3 separate regions of the Mus musculus genome follow, and regions 1 and 2 are each linked to region 3. The links are chromatin contacts, called in public HiChIP or PLAC-seq and Micro-C maps. All regions are on one chromosome and are shown on one strand. The core of a region is the stretch at or near the end of the contact, and the rest is flanking DNA. Distances in the headings are between cores, read along the strand shown. Region 1 overlaps Nup93 (nucleoporin 93). Region 2 holds the start of Slc12a3 (solute carrier family 12, member 3). Region 3 holds the start of Rspry1 (ring finger and SPRY domain containing 1).

What was found. Hi-C and Micro-C count contacts between places; a contact is called where the count stands out from the background. HiChIP or PLAC-seq counts read pairs in DNA pulled down with a chosen protein or histone mark.
Region 1: a contact with region 3 is called in an H3K4me3 HiChIP or PLAC-seq map of the 230-238 cell line, with 6 times the contacts expected there. The contact joins the enhancer-like site here to the promoter of Rspry1 in region 3. A contact is called at or near these places in 1 of 39 promoter capture datasets (macrophages), 8 of 115 datasets of contacts at active chromatin or transcription factors (the 230-238 cell line, bone marrow-derived dendritic cells, bone marrow-derived macrophages and 3 more) and 2 of 9 other capture datasets (adipose tissue and liver).
Region 2: a Micro-C map of the HL-1 cell line shows a contact between it and region 3, with 4 times the contacts expected there. The contact joins the promoter of Slc12a3 here to the promoter of Rspry1 in region 3. A contact is called at or near these places in 14 of 39 promoter capture datasets (the C10 cell line, the HPC-7 cell line, HPC-7-derived erythroid cells and 11 more), 2 of 15 datasets of contacts at CTCF or cohesin (large pre-B cells and pro-B cells), 20 of 484 Hi-C or Micro-C datasets (the 3T3-L1 cell line, the 63-12 cell line, the AML12 cell line and 14 more), 26 of 115 datasets of contacts at active chromatin or transcription factors (DN3 thymocytes, the NIH/3T3 cell line, the SCID.adh cell line and 16 more) and 4 of 9 other capture datasets (adipose tissue, embryonic stem cells, liver and 1 more).

The regions. Positions count from the first base shown.
Region 1 is chr8:94,299,258-94,302,610 of GRCm38.p6, forward strand. Nup93 (nucleoporin 93) reads left to right here. Exons shown (of 22, transcript NM_001357266.1): 9 at 1,503-1,635; 10 at 2,811-2,968. Among named protein-coding and RNA genes, the nearest start is that of Mir138-2, 23 kb to the right of the region's middle. Within about 2 kb of position 1,739, at least 13 of the 459 cell types and tissues checked have an H3K27ac peak or open chromatin away from gene starts, as enhancers often do. A contact at or near this core is called in the 230-238 cell line and pro-B cells, where this site is marked.
Region 2 is chr8:94,327,880-94,331,251 of GRCm38.p6, forward strand. Slc12a3 (solute carrier family 12, member 3) reads left to right here and starts at 1,329. Exons shown (of 25, transcript NM_001205311.1): 1 at 1,329-1,634; 2 at 2,498-2,644. The coding sequence starts at 1,359. It also overlaps a transcript of Nup93 not described here.
Region 3 is chr8:94,600,099-94,603,459 of GRCm38.p6, forward strand. It overlaps Rspry1 (ring finger and SPRY domain containing 1), which reads left to right and starts at 1,843. Exons shown (of 15, transcript NM_026274.4): 1 at 1,843-2,332. It overlaps Psme3ip1 (proteasome activator subunit 3 interacting protein 1), which reads right to left and starts at 1,628. Exons shown (of 8, transcript NM_028221.4): 1 at 1,399-1,628. It overlaps LOC115486880, which reads right to left and starts at 2,793. Exons shown (of 2, transcript XM_030243886.1): 1 at 2,715-2,793; 2 at 1,518-2,547. The coding sequence starts at 2,793. The coding sequence ends at 1,838.

The sequences.
Region 1 (3,353 bases), core at 489-2,988, 300 kb before region 3:
TCACTGCTCACAGCATCTAACTGGACATTGCACATCTTTGTGCTCATGGGTTATCTGACCTTTTGAGGCAGTCAGAACATGTTTTTAAAGTTCTGATTATAGTGTGGTCTAATAATGGAGTAGAAACACTTATAAAGAGGCATGGTACAAAGTAGGGAAATGACGCGGGAATTGATAGCATTCTGTAGTCCCCACTGTAATAATGGTTCAGCATAGACTGCCACTGGGAGCTAACAGTATTAGGTAAGATAAAACATTGACAGAGAACAGAGTAGCCACACAGACACAGGTTTTTTCTTGAGTACTAAGAGAAGAGTCTTATGTTATAGTGCACTGTTAGAAAGATCTGGTCAGTGCTTGGTAGCCAAGAGATATAGTAGCTGCCAGTGGCAGACTCTCATTGTAAAACTGTCATTGTGTACAAAGACTTAGTTACTGGGTTACAAAATCTTAAGTCTGAGCCTAGTCACATAGAAATGATGTAGCTTGTGAGGCATTCTGTCAGACAACTTTTCTTGGTTGTCTAAAGAGGTGGGTATCAGGAAAGACAGAAGGTGGGAGAACTCCCTGGACTAAAGAGGAATGAAAGTGGGTGCCAGTTAAGCAAAGAGCCTTGGATTTTATAAGTTGAGTCTGGGATTTAGAAGGAAAACAATCTATTGGGTGCTATAGTTCATGTCTGTAGTTCTAGCACTTGGGAAGCTGAGGCAGAAGGATCACTATAAATACAAAGTATCCCCGTCCCCTTCCCCCCACACCTTCAGTTTCAGAACTGCTAGGACCACAGAGTAAGACCCTGTCTCAAACAAACAGAACTGGGGACGGGTGAATTGTGAATATGAGCATAGGAATCAGGTCAAATCCATTATTAAAAACTTGACAGTGGCTTGTGCTTTAGATAGTAGTTTGTTAATACTCAATTTCTGGGTGTCATAATGGCATTTGGGTTAGGTAGGAAAATATCCTGGCTCTTAGGAGGTACATGGCTGAAATGTTGGTAGGTCAGGTAACATACTTACCTTTTAACAACATTTGTAAATGCTTCTGGGAATAAACAGAATCCTGTTCCTATGTATGTTTGGGTGTGGGATAGGAAGGGTAGAGCTAGGAAATGCGTACAGATGTTAGAACCTGGTAATCTAGGTAAAGGGTAGGATGGAATTCACTGGACAATTCTGACTTTTCATGGAATTGATTTCGAATTCTTTAAAATAAGTTTTGTTTTTCAAAAGCAAACCCATTAGAGCAGTAGGCTCCACTCTTGAAGTATTGGAAATCCTCAGCTGTATTCCTAGGAATTATCTGGGGTACCTGTAGTAAAAATCTATACAATGATAAGAGTGGAATTTGCTTCATTGCATAGGTGTTTCCTTTTCTGTATGAAATTTAAAGTCAGCCCTTGCCTGTAGAACTCAGAGTCATGTGTTCTGAACATGGAGATGGATGTGTGTAGTACATGTTGTCAACCTTGACCATTTTTTTTCTTTTAAAAATGTTTCTAGTTATAAGAATTACACCCTTGTGACTGTCTTCGGAAATCTGCATCAGGCACAGCTGGGCGGTGTGCCTGGGACTTACCAGCTGGTTCGGAGTTTCCTAAACATTAAACTGCCAGCTCCTTCACCAGGACTTCAGGTACCTCTGCAGGGCCAGACACATTCCAGAGCCACTAGTTGATCTTAGGCATTCTTAGTTGAAGGGAGTTCTGTGTGGTAAAGAGGCTGGGTCGTGCTGTTTCCTGGGGGCCCTTTCAAAACCAGTCATGCAAAAATCCTGAGTAGAGGCAGGAGATGTGCCAACACCATGTCTCAGATGAGTTTTCAAAGTTAAGCTTTAAGTGCTCTCTCAGACACTTACATGTGGGTGTAAGACACGAAGTGAGGAATATGTCAGAAGTTTAAAGCAAACCAGCTGAAAGAGTGGCATTGAGTGTGATTTAGTCCCTCTGCCTGCTTGTCTTGCAGGTGGGGGTTATTTTACAGTGTCTGATAGAATGTACAAGCTAAGCTGGAGCTTTGTGCCTAAAGATGCTAGCTTCATAAAAGGTCAAACTTAACTCTTAAAGAGCAGGGGCTCACCCTCAGTGGGCCTCTGGAAGGCTGTTCCAGGCGGGGAGAACAGTGTGGACAAACAAGAGAGAAAGCAGAGTATCTGGAGTGGTAGGGCATGTGGCAGGGCTTAGCAAGCTTTGGGTTAGCTGGTAAAGGAAGGCATTGAGTCCCAAAGCTGAGCATGTGGCCTTGCATAGCTTAACCGTGTTGAAGAGGGCACGTGATGCCAAGATGAAGCTTCTGCTACAGAAGGGCGGGGAGTGCCAAGAGTTCCGAAAGAACTGACAACGAACAGTACAAGGCCAGGCCTGCTCCACGGACAAGCGAAAAGTGGGTGGGTGGTCACATCGTTGGGAGTGGGAGACAGTCACCTCGCAGCTCTTGATATCCAGACAGTTAAACATTTGGAGGGATAAGTCATGTTCAGTTTTATAAGCTCAAGTGGATGAATTGCTCTCATTAGTCAGTGACATCTTTAGCCTTTATTTTGTCAAAATCAAAGAAGGTGATCCCATTGTTGCTGGCTAGGAGAAAAAGCATAGGTGGGCTCTGTTGGCATCACAGTACCTCCAGATCCATCGCACACTGCCACTCCCAGTTTTCCCTGGACAACTCAATGTGTTTTCGAAACACAGGGAATAGGATACAATCAGTGGCTCTTAGCCCATGGGGTTATGGTGGGAACTGCGTACCTTAGCTGGGTGTCTCACATCACAAAGTGTTTGTTAGCTTTTGTTTGACTGTGCCTTTGTCTTGTAGGATGGAGAGGTAGAAGGCCATCCTGTCTGGGCATTAATTTATTACTGCATGCGCTGTGGAGACCTGCTTGCCGCATCACAAGTCGTCAGTCGAGCCCAGCACCAGCTTGGGGAATTTAAAACTTGGTTCCAGGAGTACATGAACAGCAAGGATAGAAGGTACCATGAGCACTGTGCTTTGCTGCAGATATAGACTGCATTTAGTGAGTTTCCTGTCAGTGGAGGACTGCATGGAACAGACTCTAGGTTAAGACTGATTGCTTCATAAAACATAACTTTTTGTCCAAGAGTGTTGGTGTGTGCCTGTAATCCCAGCAGACAGGAATCTGAGACATCAGGTTGTGAGTTCAAGATGTTTTGTCTCCAGAAAACTAACTAAATAATAACTGAAATAAAATGAGTCTTTTTGTGTTAGTTACTTTGTTAAATACAAATATTCTTTGTTCAGTCATGTGGATGTGTATGCTATTTGCTGTATGCCTTATGACTCAAGTTAGAGCTAGAATTTCATCAGTCTGAAGTTAGCATTGAGATAATGACCACT
Region 2 (3,372 bases), core at 79-2,578, 270 kb before region 3:
GAAGTTGTATGATCTCACCTAATATTCATACTGAGACTGTCCATTTTCCCGAAAACATTTTAACTTGATAGCCAAGTAGCATGCATATATATAATTTATACTTATATAACTTATGTATACATGGTTTATACATATACATAGTTTTTTTTACCCATTCATTTGTTGATTGTCAAGGTCGATTCCAAATCTTTGTTATAGTCAATAAAGCAGCAAGAAGCATGTACCGTCGTCTCCTATTCTTGTAAGGGGCTGGGTCACCTCACTGGGAAGTAACTGAGAGCAAATTCAGGACATGTGTCTGGGAGGGCAGAGGGAGCGGGCTTTAGGGTAGCCCTAAGCCTCAGATGATTCAGGGAAACACTGGGTGGTTCCAGAGACAGGGCAGGATGCCAGGCTTTTGTGCCCCACAGCCATGGATTACTGAACGCCCAGCCTCTTAGGGAAAGATAGTTATGGGTGGGGCCATTAATGTAAGGGCTGACTCTGGGACCCCTCACAGCTACAAGTCCATTGCTTTCTTAGGACACATCCAACATCCACTAGTTCATCATCAAGACCCAGAGTGTCTTTCATACCCCAGGGCAATGCCCCTGCAATGGCTTAGGAGCCTTTGCTGACCAGATCTCCTACTTCATGGGAACAATGCATGGCTCCAGGGAGGGAAAGACCAGTTGCTCTGGGCTCCAAACTACAGCCCCGTAGGCCAGCCTGTGAATGTGTAGGTCAGGCTGCACTGTGCCTGTTTACCCTAGAGGCCAGTGGCCAGCACCAAGCTCTCAAGGTTTGTCAGTCAAGAGGTGGCTGCAGGTCTGGCTTGAGGCCACTAATCACAATGGCTTATGTATATTGAAATGTATCAGGAAAGACGCTGAGACTGTGAGGGATGGAGATCGGAAGGCAGACTTCCTTTTTTTTTATATGCATGTCCTAAGATGACATCCATTCAAACTAGTAAATAAAATGAAAGAAATACATTGTGCCCAACACGAGGACTGTTAACCTGCAGTGTAGGTAGGCACCTTGCAGCAGGCCTTCTCTGGGTCCTCTCTCATGTCTGCTGCTTCCTGGGTCCTAGCTGCAGAACCTCTGCTACCCTAGGCTTAGAAGGGCTACTGCAGGACTCAGGGATGTGGCCCTGGCTCTAGCCCAGCCCTCCTGCTCCAAATTGGCCCCTGTGTCAATGATCAGATAAATGGGGGCAGGACAGCAGTTGCTATGGCTCCGCCCCCCACCCTGGCAGAGACCCTGCTCACTTGCCATGGGCGGTCTGGACCAAGCTCCCGCCTCCTCCCAGCCTATAAAGCCACCCTCAGTGCCCTTGCCCACTCTTGTCCCCTCCTTTGATACCCAGAGCCATAATGGCAGAGCTCCCCGTGACAGAGCTGCCTGGCGATGCTCTGTGCAGTGGGCGCTTCACCATCAGCACACTGATGGGAGGCGATGAGCCCCCACCAGCTGCCTGTGACAGCAGCCAGCCCAGCCACTTAACACACGGCAGCACCTTATACATGCGCACCTTCGGTTACAACACCATAGACGTGGTGCCGGCCTACGAACACTATGCTAACAGCGCTCTGCCCGGTGAGCCCCGGAAGGTGCGGCCCACCCTGGCTGACCTGCATTCATTCCTCAAGGTAAGCAGAAGTTCAAAGACTGGCCGCTTCCTGGCTGGGTAACGTTGGCATGATTGCCCAACATGTTCTGTCATTCGTGTTGTGAAAATGACTGGGCATCTTCCTCTAGGGTCAAGACACCCAAATGAATAGTGGACAGAGGTGCCATGAAGCTTGGGGGCACAAGTAATACATATTGTCCAGGCACCGGCAGCACAATGATAGCATAGCCTGCTGCTTATACAAATGCAGGTTGCACACCGCTGGGAGAGACTGTGAGAGGGAGGGAGGGAGCATGGTGAGCCCTCTCAAATATTAGCTCATCGGCTTCGCTGTCTGGGAGGCTGGAGGGTCCAATCCCTGTCACCTCACGGTTTCACCAACAGTTGGATGTTCTAACCTCTAACACTCTTCCGTGTTTCAAAGCTTCCCTCTGAAGGGACCAAACAAGACCCCTTGTTTGAATAGGGATGCTGAGATAGGTACTGGGATGAAGGTCCCAGAGTAGGCTGCGGTTGGTAGGAATACGAAATAGAAGATGACCATGCTGGAGTCCAGGCCTGGGTTCAAGACTCTCTGTGTCAGAGACCTGGTGTGTGGCGTGTGACATACTGCTTCACCTCCCATCCCGTGTCACTTCTCAGACTGCAGGCTTGTCAGACTCCAGCCCTCTGCCCTAGAGGGGAGGAGCCTCCCGGAGCAGAAGCATTCTGAATGCTCAGCTTGCTTGCTCTCTCTGGTGTTTCTCCAAGCTTCGAGTAGCATTGTACCCAGGAAGCTGTCCAAGGGCTGCCTGTGTGGCAAAGTGGGGCAGGCAAGACTGAATACAGACACCCAGCCCCTAACCCCCATTGCCTGACTCCTATTGGTCTCTGGGCCCCCAGCAGGAAGGTAGCCACCTGCATGCCCTGGCCTTTGATGGACGGCAAGGTCGTGAGCTGACTGATGGACTTGTGGAAGATGAGACAGGCACCAACAGTGAGAAGAGCCCTGGAGAACCTGTTCGCTTCGGCTGGGTCAAGGGGGTGATGGTGAGTGGCTGTGGCCCGGAGCTTGATGTCTAGACAGGGTGGGGGTAGAGCCCCATTCAGCCTCAGCTTTGACTCTCAGGCCCTAGTGAGCAGTTTAGACCTGGAGCTCAGTTTGGGCCTCAGTTTCCCCATCAGCAGTGGCCTCCAATTAATTGTATTTGGCTTCCCACAGTTCTTGGGCGCTCTTGGCCAAGACCCAATCCTAAGAAGATCTCTGCTTAGCTACTCACTAGTGTTGTAGCCTTAGGAAAGTTACTTAGCTACTCCTGCCTCAGTTTCCTCACCCGTAAAACTGAGCATTAAAATAGTTGTTAGGTGTGAGAGTTCTTGGATCAATGCCTGCTAGGGGGTTATTAGAAGAAATTCCCCACATGGCCACTAGAGGGCAGCACTAACATACACATCGACAATCCCTCCTCTCCCATCGCATACCATGGTACAGCCTAGTGTTAGCTGTAGTATGAAGCATAAGTAACCCTTCAGGAAGTAAAGACTCAATGCCCTTGACTTTGAAAGACAATATAGGGTTCTACAAAGATGTGGGGATGGGGTACAGGAGAAAGCAGAACCAGAGCCTTCACCCCCTCCCCGGGGGCTCCACATTCAGAGTTGGGACACCCCCCTGATCTGTGTTAGCCAGAACCAGGCACACCCTGATTTTCATCTCAGCAGATGTGAGCCCCAGAAATCTCATGAGTGTGAAGGTCACACGTCCCTACCTGGCCCTA
Region 3 (3,361 bases), core at 593-3,092:
TGAAAACACTTAGAAGCACTTCTAGAGGGAAACTGATCACATTCAAGAAGGAAGACGTGTCAATAAGGTGAACACACTAAAACTGATTAATCCTGCTTCCCTAAAAGCATATTACACTATATCCAAGCTTACAGTTGAATCACACTGTTCAATTATTTCACTGTCAATTTCTGAAGCTGAAGATTGCCTTTAAGCAAACGTACGGTGACAACGAAGGATGAAACCAGGTAAATGCTCCCCACATAATTCTTCCTTTTTTAAGACTTCAACTTCAGAGATAATTGGGCCATCCGACTTTCAGACCCTTACATATTATTCATAGCTCATCTTAGGCTCCAACTGAAACACAGGAGCTGCCTTTATTTCAACTCAGCTCCTTCTGTCATAGAAAGTTCTACAGATTCCTTTCAAATATCTCAGAAGCAGTACCCGCCAAACCATTTTGCTTGGTAGTTTATACTCTGCTTTGTTTTCTGGCAGTCTTGCTAAGGAAGCCAGGCCTGTCTCCAACTGACAGTCCCCCACACCCACACACAGCCTCGTGGTCCTAGGATTACAGGTACAAGCCACTACACGGAGCTCCTCCAAACCATTTTTATGATGTCTCTGGGGACACTTCAATAAATCAATTCACTTAACCAACGAAACTTGCTACACAGGTTGACAAGTCGCTGCAAATCCTACAGAGGTTCATATTAGACTTTGTGGGGTCCACTCTAGACTTAAACAATCAGACTGACCCAAGGGTGCAGCACAGGGTTTGCATTTTAAAACCAAGGGCCACAGACCTTGTGTTCCCCCAAGAAGCCATTTCCATGACCAATAGTTCTCCCTTTCCCTCTGCGTGGACTGGCATTCCAAGGGCACCAACTCTCAAAGAAGACATTTCAACGACCGGTTGTGTTCTAATAAAATAAGCACACAGCCTTGTTTCCTACTAGAAGAGAATGAGCGAGGCGCTGCAACGGGGAAATTTATTATGTACCCATCCTGCAACTACACACTTCGGGATTCAACGATGCTCAAGTCGGCATTCCACGTTTTCTAAGGAGCGAGGAGCTGCTCCGAATGGAACCGAGGCAGCAGCTCACTTTAGGCCTGATGGCTCCAGCTAACCGCAAAGTGCTGAAAGAAGACAAGGGGCCCGGCAGCTCGGGCGCGTAAGAAAGAGTCGGAACCTCCCACCACGACCGCCACGCCGTCCCGCAGACTCCCGCGGCTCCGCTCCGGAGTGGGCACCGCAAACTCCCAAGCCGGGCGACTCAGGACACCGCACTAGAAAGGACCGCGGGCTGGAGACAAACCTGGGCTCTAATCCTAACTCTGGCTTGGAGTTCACCCTCTCCACGGCCGAGAAGCCTGGTTTCGCCTCCCGGCGCGGACCCAGGCCGCACTCACCTACGAGAGCGCGGGAGGCGAGCCGCCCTCACCTCCGCGGCGCCTACCGTAAACCGTCGCCGCCAAGGCCACTCTCGCTCTTAAAAAACTAGAAAAGAAACCAAGAAAAGAACGACGGCTTAAAGGAAGAAAACACACTTCGCTATTGTATTCCTTTTGACCCTTCGGGGCTTCCTGTTCCTTACAGCCACAACACATTTCCACCCCGCTTCCGGCGGCATAGTCCAATCAACAGCTCTCTCCCTCCCCGAGCGCCTCGTGGAAATCCGGTGCTCCAAGACCGTATGGAGCGATCTGATTGGGTCGTTCGCCCTTCGGCAAGGGGATTAGCTGGTTCATTCCAGGCTGGCGGGCCGACCCGCGAGATCACGTGACACAAATCTTGACTGATGATTGGCTGTCTGAGAGAGAGGGCTTGCCACTGAGGAAGGGGCGTTTCCTAGGGGACTGAGGGAGGGCCCGGGCGGTGTGAAGCGGGGGTGGGCCCCTGCGCGTAATGGCAGTGCCGTGTCCCCGCGTCCATCTTTACCGCTCTCTTGGACCTGTCACAAAGGAGTCGCGCCGCTGTCGCTGTCCCCTCCCTCCGGTGGGCCCAGGAGCTAGTGCAAGTCAGTGCCACAGCCCGACCGCGCTGCTCTGGGAAGCCCCTTGGGGACGTGGCCGGGGAGGGAGCTTGAGGGCTAGCGACGCCTGTGAAGGAAGGGGACAGCCGCTGAAGCCTGGGTCGGAGAGACTGGACTGGGGCCGTGGCCGTCTCCGGGCAGGGGTCTTGGAGAGGGTGGCGTTGGTCAGAGCCTGGGAAGCAGCCGGCACACTCTCCTCCGAGGCCCGCGCTGGAGGCGCCTGAAAGCGGTTCCTGGAAGAGGGTGTTCCCCTTTAGGGGATCTTGACTGAAGGAGGTCCTGGGGTCACCCTCCCGAGGAGACTGGCTAAGGTGAGAAGCAGGTACCTCCTGGGGAGGCTCCGGACGCGGAGAGACCCTCGTTCGGGCTCCTCGGAACCGAAGGGGCCGAGGGGCGCACGTCGTGGGCAGGGATTCCTTCTGGGGAGTTTTGCGTTGCAGTGGGAAGCCGACTTCCCCTGGGATGGTCTGGTGTTGCCTTGGGGTGGAGAGTTCGACGTGAAGCGAGGCTGGGGAGAGTTCTTCGCCTTAGAGAGAGGCTGGAGGCGGGAGCCAGACCTAGCGGATTCTCCTACTCTCCAGGCCTGAGCTAAATATTAAGTAAAAAACCCTTGGGGAGGGCAGTCCTTTCCGTTGGAAAGCCCTAGATCGGGATGGTAAGCGGAAACGGGGATAGTCGGGGTTCTTCCCTCACTCTGGAGTCTGACTAGGTGTCCCAGAGTAAGGATTCTGCTGCCTCTGGCCTTCGCGCCAGAGTGGGACAGGGGAGTCATCCCACCAGCAGCACCCCCAAGCGAGCCTCCAAATTTGGCATTACTTCCTGCCGGGCCCGCTGTCTGCCTCACTTTCCCTGTTCTTACAGAGGGAGACCTAGTTAGAGCTACTGGGCTGAAACTCTTGAGATTCTGTCTTGCGCAGATGTCCGAGTAAGGTTTCGTCCCCTGGAGTGATGTACTTTGAACTTTTTTAAAGTTGGCAGTGTCTGTTACCGTCTGAGTAGAGTCGTGCAGTCTCCCAGGCTCCTCACTTAACCCATCTGCTTGTCCTTCCTTAGTTGAAGTGACTTGACATCTTAGAGTTTCTTCTGTAAAATAATCAACGCTGTGTGTGTGGAAGTAAGGTAGTGTAATGTATTGTTGTTGAGGAACAATGTGTTTTCTAATCTGGAAAATTGTTGATGTAAGAGACTAGCATAAATACTGGTCTTGATTACCTATAGAGCTCTGAGAACCATGTATCACTGAGTGAAATGTTAGTCTAAACCCTGCCTGCTTCCTAGACATGAAGAGGTTTCCAGCTTTTGTTTAGAGAGTTTTAATTTACTTTCCACTTCTAATAGTG